Regions from separate parts of the Anser cygnoides genome. Here region 2 is linked to region 1. A link is a contact called in public Hi-C data. All regions are on one chromosome and are shown on one strand. Each heading gives the region's core, a stretch centred on a gene start, on an enhancer-like site or on the middle of the called end of the contact. The rest is flanking DNA. Distances are from core to core; before and after follow the strand shown. Region 1 has its middle 4.6 kb from the start of FOS. Region 2 holds the start of ERG28 (ergosterol biosynthesis 28 homolog).

Region 1 (7,282 bases), core at 3,404-5,903:
CAGCCGCCGCCGCCGAACGCCAGCTCGGGTGCTCGCCCCGGGCTCCCGTGGCACCCACGCGTGCGGCACCTGCGTGGCAGCGAGACCCACGGGTGGACAGCTACGGGGGGGGGGGACGGGGTGCTCCGTTCTGGCTGCTTTTACACGCATGACGTGCGCTTGGGGTTTCACTCGTGCCGGTGCCCACGGTACGGGCGCTCCCCACGCAGCAGCCCGCCCCGTGGGGCACCCACACCGTCACCCGGCGTGGGAGCGGCTCCGTTAGGTGGCAGCAGCAGCAGCACCTCCGGCGTGCGGCCCCAGGGGCTTCTCCCGCTGCCCAGCTCCTGCACGTCACGCGCGCCGTGGGGTGATCCCGGCCCTGACCGCATGCCTGGCCCCACGCAAAAGGCTGCGCCCCATCGGCAGGGAGCTCAGCCTGGCCCCTCCTGCGGCCCTGTGAGCAACGCACCGGTGGCTGGTCTGCGGCTGGGAGGCAGGGCAGGGGGCCGTAGGCTAGCCGGGTCGTGGAATTTTTGGAAGGAGGCGGCGTGACTGGGACTCCCTCCTCCTCCTCTCTCTGGCACAGGCAGGTCTGCCAACATCTGGGTCACACGCCGGAGGGAGTTTTAGGGAATGCCTCTTGCTTTTGTTTCTTGTGCAATCAGCGAATTTAACAGCGCGATGTGGATTTGGAAGCTAAAGTAACTCCGACGTGTCATGATGCAACGGCACACGGCCCATCGGCAGCGATTCCTGCCCTTCCCCAGCTCCAGCTCTGCCCCCCCCCCCCCCCCCCCCGATCCTATTCCCCCCTGAAAACAGCGGAGCCCCGCTCCCCCCCCGCCAAGCTCCTGTGCTCCTCTGAGCCCGGCCCTGCTGCCGCTTCACTCCTCCCCAGTGACCTGGGGGGGGTCACAGCGTGGCCCAGCCCGTCCCGCGGCTCCCCTTGCTCCCCTGCAGCTCCCACGCCATGGGACGCACCCACTTCCTAAAGAGTCACCTCCCGGGAAGGCGGCTGAGCCTCCGCGGCTGGCGCAGCACCCGCCGTGCCCTGCCCTGCCCCGCCGGGTCACCTGCACCCTCCTCCTGCCCCGGCTCAGCCTCTGTGCCCCTGCCGCCAGCCTCTCCACGGCCTCCTGGCTGGGCGTCGCTGCCCTGCGTTCGGCACAGCGCCTGCCACGCTGGGGCGGGTCGGCCACCGGACGAGGGGCCTGTAGCGCCCTTATCGCCGCCGCCTGCACGCGGAGGTGCCGGTGGCATAGCTGCCTCCGTGGCGGCGGGACCTGTGCCCACCCCGTGCATCCCCCGTCCGTGCTGACAGCCTCGCCGTCGCTTCCCCCGGGCCACGCGCTCCCCCGGGCAGGGTCTCGCCCCTGGGAAACCACCAGGCGCAACAGGGGAGGGCAGGGGCGTGCATGCAGGAGCATGCATGTGCGCACGTCACTGAGGAGGAAGAAGGGATGTGAGCGCTGGAGGCGTGAGCACCCGGCGCAGGCTGGCAGGCAGGGACTGCCGCGCCGGTAGGAAGTTAAACTGTTTCGCAACAGTCACGATAGCAGCGGGTGGCTCACTCCGGAGGGATCCTGCTTGCCGGGGAGGGAGAGATAAAGCAGTGCAGGGAGAATGAGTGTACCCCAGCCCGCGGGACGGGGATGGGGCTGGAAGATGATGCGGGTGGATTCAGCCTGAGAGCAGCGGGCAGAGGGCTTGGTGGCTCCGTAACGCCCGCGGTGCTGGCCGGGCAGCGCGTGCCCCGGGTGAGGCTGCTGTGGGTACAGCTCACCGCGCACGCCGGGCACGCCGGGCAGGGCGGCAGAGGCCACCAAACTGCCAGGACCCACAGTGGGCAGCCGAGAGGCACTAAGAAGAAACTAAAATGCTTCTGGGAGTGAAAACATGACACATTTGGGATAAATCGTGATGGGAAAGCAGGCAGTCATCCTCGCTCTCAGCTCTGCCTGAAAGTGCAAACGAGTGCAGGTATTACGGCGGAAGGGCAGGTGAAAGCACCGCCATGCCTCCTGCTAGCTCACATCCAGCACTCATTAAATCGGCCGTAGCGAGGCAGTTCAGTAAGGGATTGAATCAGGCTCGGCCTCACAAAGGCTCTGCAGGTAACTGCAGCCCTATTAACGCGGGGTCCCTCTGTGGCCATGGTTACATTTTTTCGGTGCCAGGGCTGTCTGAAGCGGTCTGAGCGATCCCAGCTCCTCAGCGCTCACCCACATCCTCCCCATTGCGCCGGCACAACGTAGCCGCTTGGCGAACCGGATCTGGGAGCTGATCTGGCAGAAAAATAATCACTTTCTGCTCGTGCAGGGCCGCCCTCCTGCCAGAGCCACTGACCACCGCCGCGTACCGGCCCTCCCAGCCTGCAGCTCCACGGCGGCCCGAGCCCGGCCGCTGCAGGCTCGCTCTTCCCGGCCCTCTTGGCACGGCACCCGGCCTGCTTCTTGACTTTGCTCTCAGCTGTCTCACCTTGCTAAACTGGCAGGGCACTGACTGACAGCAGCAAAGGGTTTTCTGCTGAGGCAGCGTGAGAGAGCAGCTCTGCGCGGGGGCACGGCGAGGAGGGCAGGGGGCTCCCTGGCAGGGAGGGGGCCCTGGCGGCCCACGGCAAGACTGAGCGGCAGCCACCCTAGCTGGCGTGCAGCCTGGCCAAAAAAAAAAAAAAAAAAGGCCTCGGATTTCCCAGGCCAGTGCACGAGAAGGAGCGGAAACGCGCAGCTCGGGCAGGAGGGCAGCAGGGTGATGCCTGGCCACGCTGCCGCCGGTGCTGCTGAATCAGAGGCGCCCGCGGTGGCTGGGCTGCTGCGGGGCGCCCCTTCGCCCCTCCCGAGCCTCCCGGCCCACGTCACGGCTCAGCCGGCCCGCACGCCGCGGGGCAGGGCGGGTTTGGGAACCAGCGGCGGGGCAGGGCTGGGCTTGAAGCGGTGCCGCACGGTGAACTCCGTCCTTTGCCCCACTGCTCCTTCCCCGGGTGAGGCCCTGCGGTCAGCGGGGTGCGACACAGCCGCCGCTGCGGGCTCACCGGCTGCCGGCGGAGAGCAGGGCAGGCTGCTGGATGGAGACGAGGTGGGAGGCAATGAGCAGGGGACACCGGGCTGCCGGGCCTCACCTCCCTGCTGAGCATCCGTGCCAGCAGCCCTGTTGCCTGGGATCACCGGTCCCAACCCTTGCAGGATTAGCCTCAAGCGACCAGCAAGGAGGAGGGGAGCGACTGTGAAGTCCCAGCAGGTGGCCGTGGACACGCTCTGCATTGTGTTTGGCCAAACCCCGGCACAGATCCTGCCTTTGCCCCCCTCCTTCGCTTTCCCACGCGTCCGGCTGTCCCCAAGTGCCGGTGACGGGTGCCGTGACCACGCAGCGCGCCTTTTCTCATCGGCAGTGATTGCCTTCCTGAAGGCAGGCACCACGGGCTTGCCCCTGAGAAGTAAACACTAATTTCAGCCCCACCCTTTCCTGCCCCAGGCGGCGAGGCGAGGGTATCCTAAACGTACGCCGCGTTCGCAGACGAGGGGTGTGGGACAGGAACCAGCCCTCGTAAAACAGCCGGGATTGAACCCGCTGCCCTCCGCCTGCCAAATCAAACAGCGCTGATGCACAGCAAACAGCGGTGACAGCAGCCTGGCTGCCGGCGAGGGCTGGGCCAGCGGCTGGCTACCAGTTTGCTGGCCTCAGCAGATAAGGGGTAGGAGCAGGCGCTGGGAGTCGTCACCCCCCCGGGGGTGCCCGATGCCGCGGACGGGGCTCGGGCAGCCATGTGGCTCCCTCCTCCCGTGTCTGTCGGTGGCGCTTGTGCAACCGCCGCAGCAGCACGCGGCTTTGGGGGAGCCCCCGGCCGCCCGGCGTCCCCCACCCGCCTGGCCCAGCTGCGCGGGGGAATGCCCGTGGGCGGCCGGCCGCGGGCGGGCGTTCCACCTGCACGGCTTCGGCTGCTGCGTGTGGCACGGGAGGAGGCCGCCGTCGAGGGCAGGGCCGGGCAGGGCACCCCGGTGCGCCGGGAGGCAGGGAGGAGGCGGGGGGTGGTGGTGGCGGTGGTGCCAGCGGGGCTGCCCGCGGCGCGCAGGGAGCTGCACGGGGCGTCTGGGCGCCTCGCCGCCGGTGGCGGGACAACACCGGCCGACACCGTGCTCCGGGACGGGGCGAGGCCTGCTGGCGGCGGGGGAGGGCCGGGCTGTGTGGGGTGCGCAGGGACGGGAGGGCCGCCCGTGGGGGGCCATGAAACGTTCGGGGTTCACGTGTGGGGTCTGTCCCTGCTGCGTGGTGGCCGTGCTTGTGAGGTGACACTGGATACAGCGGGCTGGGGACGGGCGCTCCGCGCCCACCGCAGCGCTGCCAGCAGCCCACCGGGCCGGGGCGGGCCCCCAACGCCCCCCTGTGCCTTTTCCAGCGGGACTCCCCCCCCCCCCCCCCGCCCGCCCCCCCCCCGGGGGCACGGCCCCGGCCCTCAGGCCCCCGCCCGCGGCCTCCGGCCCGGCCCGGCCTCCTCCCAAACAACCCAACCCGTTGCCACGGCGACCTCGCCCCGCCCCTCCCGCCGTTGCCACGGCGACCGCGCCCCGCCCCTCCCGCCGCGGCTGACGCCGCCGCCTGCGTCGCCCGCGAGAGCTCCGGCGGTGGTAGAAGGAGGGAGGGAGGGAGGGGGAGGGCGATGACGTCGCCGCCCCGTTGCTACGGAAACCACGCAGCGACGTCACCCGCGTTGTGTGTTTTCAACGTCCCGCCGTCTCCGAGGCAACGTCAGGCGGTCGGCGCGGCCCCAGCAACAGCGCGGGGATTGGCTGGGAGGGGCGGGGAGGGGCGGGGCTTGGCGGCGGGAGGCCCCGCCCACTGCCCGCGGCGGGCTGGGCCCGGGCTGAGGGGGGAGCCCCGCGGGGGGCCCGGGGCCGGGGGCTGGGGCTCGGCTCCCCCCGGGCCGCCCCCGGGGCAGGGGGGCTCAGCCCCGCGCAGGCCCCGCGTGCCGCCGGGTTCCGCGCCCCAGCACACCCCGCCGTGGGGTTGGGGTGGGCTGACGCTGGCATTACCCGGGCTTGGCCCCCGGGAAGAGCAGCGTGCGCGGCACCGCCGCCTCCCCGCGACGCCCGTGTGTGAAGCGCGAAGCCCGGGGTCGCCCTGGGCGCTGCGGGGTGTCACCGGACGCTCCCTGCGGGGGTCCGCAGAGGGCAGCGCGGCCGTGCCCGCCTCGCTTGGATCCTGCCTGCTGGGCAGAAAACAGCCGCGCCGCCCGCGGGCCGCTGGCTCTGGACGTGCCGCCCCGGCCCCACGTGTTTCCCTCTCCCCTCGAGGCCGGTCGGTGCCCTGGGACGGTATCAGCGGGACGCGCCCGGCGCGGCCCAGACGGCGCGGAGATAAGAGGCACCCGGCGGGACGGCGCGGGCGGCACGAGGACTTCGCGCCCGGCTCGTCCCCGGCTGTGAACGCCCTTCCCGGGGGCACGGCCGCCAGAGGCTGGGGCCCAAGGTCGGGAGCACGGCGACGGGCGCCGCGGAGCCAGCACGCGTGGCGAGGCGCAGCCGTGGTGCTGGGGCGGTTTTACCCAGCGTGGAGTGGCCTAAAGCACCGGGCAGGGCGAGGGGAGCGGGTGGGAGGGCGAAATTCGTGGCTGGCGGCGCGCGGCTGCGCGACCACGAGGTGCCGGGATGTCTCTGCTGGCAGCGTTTGTGCTTTAGGACAGCCCCGTCACACGCCCGGCTGCTGTGATCGTTAATTACTATTTATGCTTCGCTGTGGGGATGCGCTGTGCTTTACGGACCAGAAAAGGTGGGAACCCTGCCCTGCTGGGAGCTCCCAGGCCGGCGGCAAGCCGTGGCATGCAAGGAGGAGGGCTCAGCCCCCAGCCCCGCGATGCGATAAGGGCCCCAAAACTGCTTTATCGCCCCCCTTCCCTGCTTTTCCATCCTGATTGCTCTGCCCAGCTCTGCAGGGGCCAGGTGGATGGCGAGGATGCCCCACGCTGTGCTGGGAGCACGCGAGACACGGGCAGCCGTGCGTGTGTGTGCATCCGTGGGCATGCGCTGGTGCCCCCAGCAGCAGCGTGCCCCTGTGCCAGCCCCACCGCCGGGTCCCCACCCCACCCCCGGCAGCCCCACGTTCGCAGGAGGCAGGCGCCCGGTGCGTGCACGGAAAGCGAAACGCGGCGGGTGGGCCGGAGCCGTCACGCCGCGCTGCTGGCATGAACTTTCCCCTGGTGAGCAGCCAAATTTAGGCACAGCCGGCTCCTGCCCCAGAAGCTGGTTTTGGCTGTGCGGGTTGCACCGTCCCACACGCCTCGGGCGCTTCTCTGCTGTGGCTTTCTAAGCCCAGGCTCAGTTTACCGGCTCGGCTCGGCTCGGGGTGTGAAAGTAGGTGGGGGCACTCGCTGTCAACCTGGGAGCAGCTTTCCAGGGGGTGAGCGGGGGGCCGGGCAGCTGGGGGGCTCCCCAGGGCAAGATCCCCGTTAGGCACGTGCCCTCCTTGCCCTGCCAGCACTGCTGTGGCGCCCGGGCAGAGCTGTGGCCATGCCACGGCGTGGCAGCGAGGACAACCCCGTCCCCCAGGCAGGAGGGCTCGTGCCCTGCCCGTGTTCGGTCCCCGCTCGCTTCCTCCCCTTCTCACACCCGCTGCGGTAGCGCCGCGCGCCCCGCGTTCGGAGCAAACAACAAGCCCACGTCATGTGTTTTTGGTTTCTCTGTTTCCTTGCCTCCGCCGGCACGTGCTCGAAGCGTGCAGCGCCCGGGCGCTTTCCGTTTGGTGCAAACAGAGCGCCCTCGGTCACCGGCCGGGATGGCAACGGCAGTTTGCATGGACACGGCCAAAATATTTGGGGCCGGCCGCGAAGCGGGGCCCCCCATTTTGCTTTCCAGAAGCTTCCCTTGGGGGTACAGTTGGGCCGGAGGAGCGCTTTGCGGGCAGGCAGAGGGCTGAGCAGGGAGTTTTAGCAGCGTGCTTGGAAGACGTGTGGGATTTCAGTGCGCTGGGGGCCCTCACCGTGCCGGGCACCGGTTTGCCAACCTGAGCTGGCCCCCGGGGACTATGGGGGTGCACGGCCTGCTGCGGCTTTGGGAGCCGGCCGGGGCGAGCGCTGGCCGGGGCGAGGAGCCCCGGGGGTCCGGGGGGTCTGATGCTAGCCCTGGAGGGCGGGCGGCCGCCGGGCGGGCGAGAGGCCGCGGGTCCCCCCGCGGGTCCCTGCCCGGGGACGGCGGGGCCGCTCGCTGCGGCAGCCCTCGGCCGTCCCCCGCGCCGCGCCGGGCGGCTCAAAACCAGCGGCTGGCCCGGTCCCGCCGCCCCCGCGGCCCAGATCTCGAAGAACGGCAGCCGC
Region 2 (6,969 bases), core at 1,447-3,946, 120 kb after region 1:
TCTAGGTCTAAGCAACCTGTTCGTGTTTTCTGTCCGTTGTAGCTGTAGCTCACTGCAAAGTCCTTGCTCACAGATGCATGGGGTTTGCTGTCACTTGTATGCTGCAGAAAGGAGAGCTACAACCTGTGGTTGTGTGTGAGAGGGAGAGAGATCAGTCAGACCTGGAGCTTTGTTGGAAGGAAGGAGTCAAGGAAAGGCTTCCATCTTGCTGTAAAGAGAGGATTTTTCCTGCAACATGGAGTAGAAACTGCCTGTTCCAAGGTCATACACCCTCTACTCCCTGCTGCATAGCTGAAAAGACAGACGCAACGCCCTGCAGTTTTCTGTCATTTATTAGAAACAGCCCCTGCAGAACATGCACATGCAAGTTACACAGCAGTGCCAGGGGCAGCACATTATCCCTCTTTCCTGTCTAAAGTGTTCAGTGGATCCCAGGTGGCTCTACACCTCCTCCCCACAGGTGCACGGGGAGAGCAGTCCTTAGTGCATGGGGCATGCCAGAGACATTCCCTGCCACCCCTCAGGGAGGCGCTCACCAAACGCCCCCAGCAAGCTTTGACATGAGCTCCCCTGGGGCCTGGTCATTGACATTGGTCAGTCGAAGTGTTGCCTGGACAAGAAAAAAACACTCAGCAATGAATGATTGACAGAGTCCAACATCGATCTGCCGGTGGGACTGGTGTCCTGGGGACGTTCAACATTGCTCCCGTGGAAGTCTGGCAGTGAAGACAGGAGACAATGCTGACCTGTACAAGACACTCGGTGTCAGTTTTTCTTCTTGTTTTGTGACAGTGCTTCTACCTCCAGGTACTGCAGCCCGATCAACATCCCCAGGATAGAGAAACCTGTGATGGAGATATGGTCTAAGTCATGTAGAAAGAGCTGGACGGATGAGATAGTCACCTGCACCGCCCCATGGACAGTTCTGGGGGAGCTGATAGCTCCACGGAGTCTGGGGGGCAGGAAGGAAGTACGCAGAGCTCTACTCACTCGCCACCATGAGGGGTGCCATAATTCCCATTGTCAAGGCTGCGGTGTGGTAAATGAAGACCTCCGAGAGGAAGTGAGCAAGGGCCATAAAGAAGGTGAAGAGTGTGATGTAATAGAGGCTGTTGGAAAGCAGAAGGAAACAGGTTATCACACACCCCATAGCATGAGCATGGCTGAGAGGAAAAGCAGTAAATCTGCATGCTGCCCAGTCCGTCCTCGCTGTGGGAGCACAGAGGGCACTTGGTCCCCAGCCTAGTGAGGTACAAAAGCTCCACAGGCAACAGCTGGGAGGAGAACAGGGCAGCATCTTTGCTGGTGCGTTGAAAGCCACTGTCACTGTCTGGCCTGAAGGTATGCAAAAGGGAGAGAGCAAAGGTAGGGAACTGGTGAAGTGAGAAGCAAGTGTGCATGCAAAAAGAGGTGAGAACTGGATGTGCTGAGGAACAGGGCAAGAGGACATGGCTGACTACAGGCTGCATTGCCCAGGAAGACATCTTCCCACCTGCGCTCTGCTACCCTCTAGGGGCCACAGCTGTAGAAAGGGAGCAGGTCCATGAGCTGCAAGATACAAAATCCTTCTGAGAAACAAGGGGCTTTATTGCAATTGCCATTGCCACGACCCCCTGAGCCACAGATTAATACAGGTAGTCGGAGTCCCTGCGCCTCCCCACCACAGACAAGCCTGGGCAGTCACCGGGGCTGCAGGAGGCAGTGACAGAGCAGTGAGTTCCACCAGCCTCCAGCACAGGCTCTGCCTAGCACAGACCCGAGTCACTGCAGGAAAATCCCGCTCAGAAAGACTTCTGCCACCACAGGGGAGAGACAGTCTGCCTCCTGCCACACCTGCCACAGCTACACACTGTGCCTCAAGCCTTGTCATCAGCCCCAGGTAAAAGCATATGACAGAAGGCGGAGTGTGAGGACCACAGCAAGGGCTCCCTCAGCCTGCCACAGCCGTTATCTGAGCTGTCATAGGAAAAGAAGTACCAGGTATCAGTGGGATCAGCGTCAGCAGTTAGCTTAACATCCACAGAGCAGCAACGACACCTGCAGATGCTTCCCAAGCTGGAGCTCAGAAATGCGTGACACAAAATCCCCTCGGACCTCCCGGTAACACAACACAAAGGAGCACGCTCTCCCCGCGCAGGCAGGAGGCAGAACCAGCTAATGCAGAAGCGCTGTGCTGCTCCCAAAGCCCTTTCAGACGGACGCTCCCAGTCCCTCAGAAGCAGCTTTTGCCACCCCCCCCCCCCATGCCGCTCCCCAGGCCCCGTAGCAGGCAGGCGCCCTGCCTCCCTCACGTACGTCTGGTTGCGGATGTCCAGGGCGCAGAGGCAGCGGACCACGGAGGACAGTAGGGTCCAGATGCCAAACGTCCGGGCCTGGAGCCCGTTCACTGCGCAAGAAACGGGGGGGAGAGAACCGAGGTCGGCGGGGGGCGCTCCCCAGGGGAGCCCCTCCGGGGCCGGCAGCGGCGGGGAGCCGCGGCCCTGCCAGGCCCCGCGATGCGCGCAGCCCTTACCGAGGCCGGGGCTGGCGGTGTAGAGCTTCTCGGAGACGAAGCTGTAGTCGCGGAAGCACTGCAGGGTGTTCCCGGCGGCGATGACGGACACCATGAGCAGCCAGCTGCGCAGCACACACAAGAAACGGCTCATCCTGCCGCCAAGCCGGTCGGCGGCACACTGAGCGCCCGCCCCCGGCGGGGCCCGGCCTTACCGCGCTCCCGCGCTCCCATTGGCCGCCGGCCGCGCGCCACGCGGCGCGAGAGCGGCAGCCGCCAATCAACTCCTTCTCTCGCCGCGCTCGGTCCCGCCCCCTTCCCTCAGCCAGAGGAGGCCGGCTGCCGCGCCTGCGCAGTGCGGGCGGCGGGCTGCGGCTGCGCGGTGAGGCGGGGCGGGGCCGGGCGCGGCGGTTGTTGTAGTAACGGGGAAGCGCCGCGCGAGCGGGGCCGGCTGAGGCGGCCGGGCTGGGGCCCCCCGCGGCCGTTTGGCGGCCACTGACGGCCACTAACGGCCCCCGCGCGTGCCGGGAGCTCCGCGAGAGCCGCCTGAGGCCATGCCGGGCGCCGCGGCGCGGGACGCGGAGCAGAGCGGCTCGTCCGCTGCCGAGGAGGAGGAAGAGGAAGGCGAGGAGGGGGTCGCGGACGGGCTGAGGTGAGCGGGGCCGCGGGGTTCGGCGGGGCCGGGGGGGGGCCGCTCCGCGCGGGCTCCAGAACTGCTTCTGTCTGGGGTCTTGTTCTGCGGTGTTTGCAGGCTGGGAGCTTTCTTGGGGGCACGTGAGAAAATGAGGGAAATTCGCGGCTTTTTTTTTTTTTGTCGCTGTTGCTGTTTAGCTTTAGTTTTTAACTTCCTGCAGGGAAGGAGGGCCTGCTCTACAGTGGCCTGCTGTGCACTGTTTTATATCCTTTCTTAAAACTGGCTTATGACAGCTCTCATATTTCTCCTCAGCTTCTGAACTCCCTTCTAGTTACTAGCCTGTTCCATCCTTGCTTGGTAGCTTCTTTTATTTTTGCTCCCTTCCTCTTCCCCAGACTGGAATCCCTATTTTGTATTTCAGCTGCACCTACTTTAACGCATCCTCTTTGTTTTCTTATCACTGTGTGTTTCTTCTGAGTGCCCAGCTGCAAGCAGCAGGGATTTAGGGCTCTAGGGAAACATCACTTCACACGAAGTAGCTGCTTCAGGCTTGCCAGACCCTTATGGACCACCAGGTGAAGAGCTGCCTGTGACTACAATGTCTTTCTAACAGCCTGCCTGTGTTAAGTGGCCAAGTGTCACGCTAGGAATGAAGGACCGTCACCTGGAGGATTGTCTGAGCCCTGGTAGCCTTACTGCAAATCCTCGGGGCAGGCTTAACGTAACCTCCCCTTCTGTTGCCTCAGCTCATTTCCCACTTATATAAGGCTCTGGCTCTGGTCGTGTAAGTTCTGGAATCCTCTTGGGTCCCTTCCATCTGAACAGCTCATTACACCCCACCAGTTGGTTTCTGAAAGCAGCAGAAGCAGATGGCAGTGCTGTGGAATTGACTTGTCAGGGGTAACTTGGTTAAGAGGACCAAGGTTACGCTAAAAAGGACTTTCCTTGTGCGAAGTGTAGGAAGTGTTTTGTCTTCTGTAGTGTCTCCAAACTTTTCGCAGGCAATGATCTTGCATGTTAAATGCTTCTCTCTGTCAAATGCTTCTTTCTGCTTCTTGCTTTATGCCACTCTTCCATTTTTTTTTGTGTAGAAAGATACAGATATGTCTCTCCAACTCCTTGGTTTCTGTTTTCTGTTAACTTTTTCATAGTTTTGTTGCCTTGAGCAAGGAGTAATAAGTAGTCTGAGTCTTATTTGCTTCAGCAAGTTGACAGGTTTGCTTTCTGTCATGTTAGGATTTTGTATCATAAATTTTATTTGTGTGTGCGTGTCCTTAATTCCTCTACCTGAGCAGCTGGTAGTTCCCAATGTAGGGCTGTTGTTTTAGGCAGGACAAATCTTGGAACCTGGAGGAGCTTTGAGTGGCTTCCTGGGGGCATCGCTGTTGAATTCTGGGCTCACGTTCCACTGCGCCTGGCAGAAATTAGAAAGGAAGAACACACAAATTCGTTGTTTTGAGCCAAATCTTCTCTAGTCTGTCAAATTTTGTAGGAGTGCCCTTTTGCTCACTTTAGAGCCCAGGATTACAACCAGGCAGTATACACAGATTTTCATCTCTTGTCTTAAATTAGAGACTGAAACCAGTGTTGTAAGGTCTGGTTGTGTGGCTATCAGTAGTTACAGCCTACTCTGAGCTATGGATCTTGTTCTCGGATGCGCTATAAATCCAGAGAAATGTAGCTGAAAATTCAAGGGTTTTCTCCCAAATTATACTCAATAAAATCAATACAAATTAAGCGAAGCTCCTACTTAAAATGATAAGGCTGACCCACAAAGAGGATCATTTGGAAGGTTCCCTTTTTAGCTGAGAACCAGGGTACCTCGCGTGTGTCCGTGTGTCCTGCCCATGGGCTAGGTGAGCAAGCATGGGCAAGCACAGGGAACTGCTGCGTCCTCCCAGTCAGTAACTGCTGTGTGTGTGAGGCTCAGCAGCTGCTAATGCTAACTGTCTTGCTATTTTAGGGATCACCCGTGCATCAGGTGGACTGGTGGCGGCTGCAGGCGGATCCCTATCTTCGTCTTTCATGCTGATGCCATTCTGACCAACGACAGCTATCTCCGCCTAATAGGAGGTGGGTGCAGCAAGGCGACAGCTTCTGGCCTGAAGGTGTGAAGCAGAAGTCTCACAGTGAGATGTTCCCTTCTCTTTGTGGGGAAGAGGAATTGATAGGAAGGAAACTACAGTCTTGTCTCTGAGCTCTGAGACATTCAGAAACACTTGGTCAATCGGTGAATGTTTATCACGTTTAGTTTGTGACAAGTGCCTATCTTTGGCCCTCTCATGGGTCCTGGAATGCTTTGATTTGGAACAAATCAGATTTGGAGGCTGTGCTAGAACTTATGACCAGAAGATAAATGCACTAATTTGTAGCTGAGAACTTAAAATCAATCCTTCCAGTTTGAGTCTTGGGAGGGTTTCATCACGAAACAGAGGCGCCAGCCCTACAGTGGTATTAATAGTAGTAAGCTTTAAAAACAAGTCTCTGTTTCTGCAGCCTCACAACTGTGAGTAAGGCTGTAAGCAAAATGATTGCTTTTATAAGAGCACTGCAGTCAGACTAAACCTGTCTAGTGTCAAACAAGGGAGAGCTTCTAAATAAGGCAAAGTTACAAAGAGTCACTCCAGATTGCGAGAGTTAGTGCTTGTGGGTGTGTATGGCTGGGAACTCTTTCTGGATGTGCTGAGCTGGGGAAAAACTAAAATCCACTCAGCTTTTTCTTGTGTAGATGCTGACACCTCTTTCTTCTCTTGCTTCTCCCTTTCTTAGATAATTGGTGCACTCATTTCTAATGTCCTAGCCAAGCAGAAATGCTCCTGGCTCCTTTGGGTAAGGGGTGGAGAAGGTGATTTGTGTGTAAAAACTCCTGATCCTTTTGATGTGAGTTACAAACGTACTTGAATGGTGGCAGAAGCTGATGCTGACTGTAACTTGTGTCCTAATTGGAGTGTGGTGTTTCTTATGCTTTTTCTCAGGCAGTAGAGGATTTTTTGTTATTTAACAAGTCTACTACTGTACAGTGCAACTTCTTAAATATCCTTTAGACCTTTGTCTAGTCCCAGATGATGATGCTTCTTAGTCTTTTCTTTAGACTTATTTTTACTGGTATAACATATTTTCTGAGACCTAATCATGACTTTTTACTCAGGAAATATTTTTTTTTTCATTTAATACTTGTCCTATTTACTTTATTTTTCAACTGTTTTTGCAGATATTTATTGGAAGATCAGTACAGTTGAATGAGACATGAACAAAAATTCATAGACCTTGAAAGACCAAAATAAAACACTAAAAGTGGTCACATACGTTAACTGTGTCAATGAGGGGTATATGGCATGATTGCTTTTAGCTAGGAATACTCATCTTGAATTGAGAAGAAGGAGCTGAAATCATTATTTGGAGTGTTATAAAGCAGGCTATGAAGAGCTGTTTAAAAAAATAATATATAAATACATATATCAGGACATCCTAACAAATGAACAGGTTTTTATTTTGATAGGACAGCGTTCAGCGATGTAGAAATGTTATACCTGATGACAGATGTAATTTGCTTCAATGCCATCATGGGATTTAATGCCTCAAGATGTAGGCAAATGGTGACAGAAAGTACCTGTCTGTTATGTGCTGCTACTGTGGATTAAGTGCAGCTCTTCTGTGCCGAGTCCTATGGTGCTCTTCTCTGTGGTTTGGTAGCATGGGTAACTTGGGTTTATTCTTCTGTGTGCAGACTCTAGCGTTGTGTCTCTTGCTTTCTTAACAGAGCACTACCACTTGTCCTATAAGATTGTACGGACGGACAGCCGCCTGGTCCGAAGCATACTGACTGCCCATGGATTCCACGAGG

The links. A called contact is a pair of places that touch in the nucleus more often than the background predicts.
Region 2: a Hi-C map of liver shows a contact between it and region 1, with 4 times the contacts expected there. The contact joins the promoter of ERG28 here to the enhancer-like site in region 1. A contact is called at or near these places in 2 of 7 Hi-C or Micro-C datasets (both in liver).

Annotation. Positions count from the first base shown.
Region 1 is chr5:42,650,013-42,657,294 of Taihu_goose_T2T_genome, forward strand. No RefSeq gene overlaps it. Among named protein-coding and RNA genes, the nearest start is that of FOS, 4.6 kb to the right of the region's middle. Within about 2 kb of position 4,654, at least 3 of the 3 cell types and tissues checked have open chromatin away from gene starts, as enhancers often do. A contact at or near this core is called in liver, where this site is marked.
Region 2 is chr5:42,775,359-42,782,327 of Taihu_goose_T2T_genome, forward strand. ERG28 (ergosterol biosynthesis 28 homolog) reads right to left here and starts at 2,697. Exons shown (of 4, transcript XM_048059951.2): 1 at 2,513-2,697; 2 at 2,296-2,386; 3 at 747-845; 4 at 315-610. The coding sequence starts at 2,645. The coding sequence ends at 595. TTLL5 (tubulin tyrosine ligase like 5) reads left to right here and starts at 2,899. Exons shown (of 32, transcript XM_048059942.2): 1 at 2,899-3,143; 2 at 5,089-5,198; 3 at 6,886-6,968. The coding sequence starts at 3,046.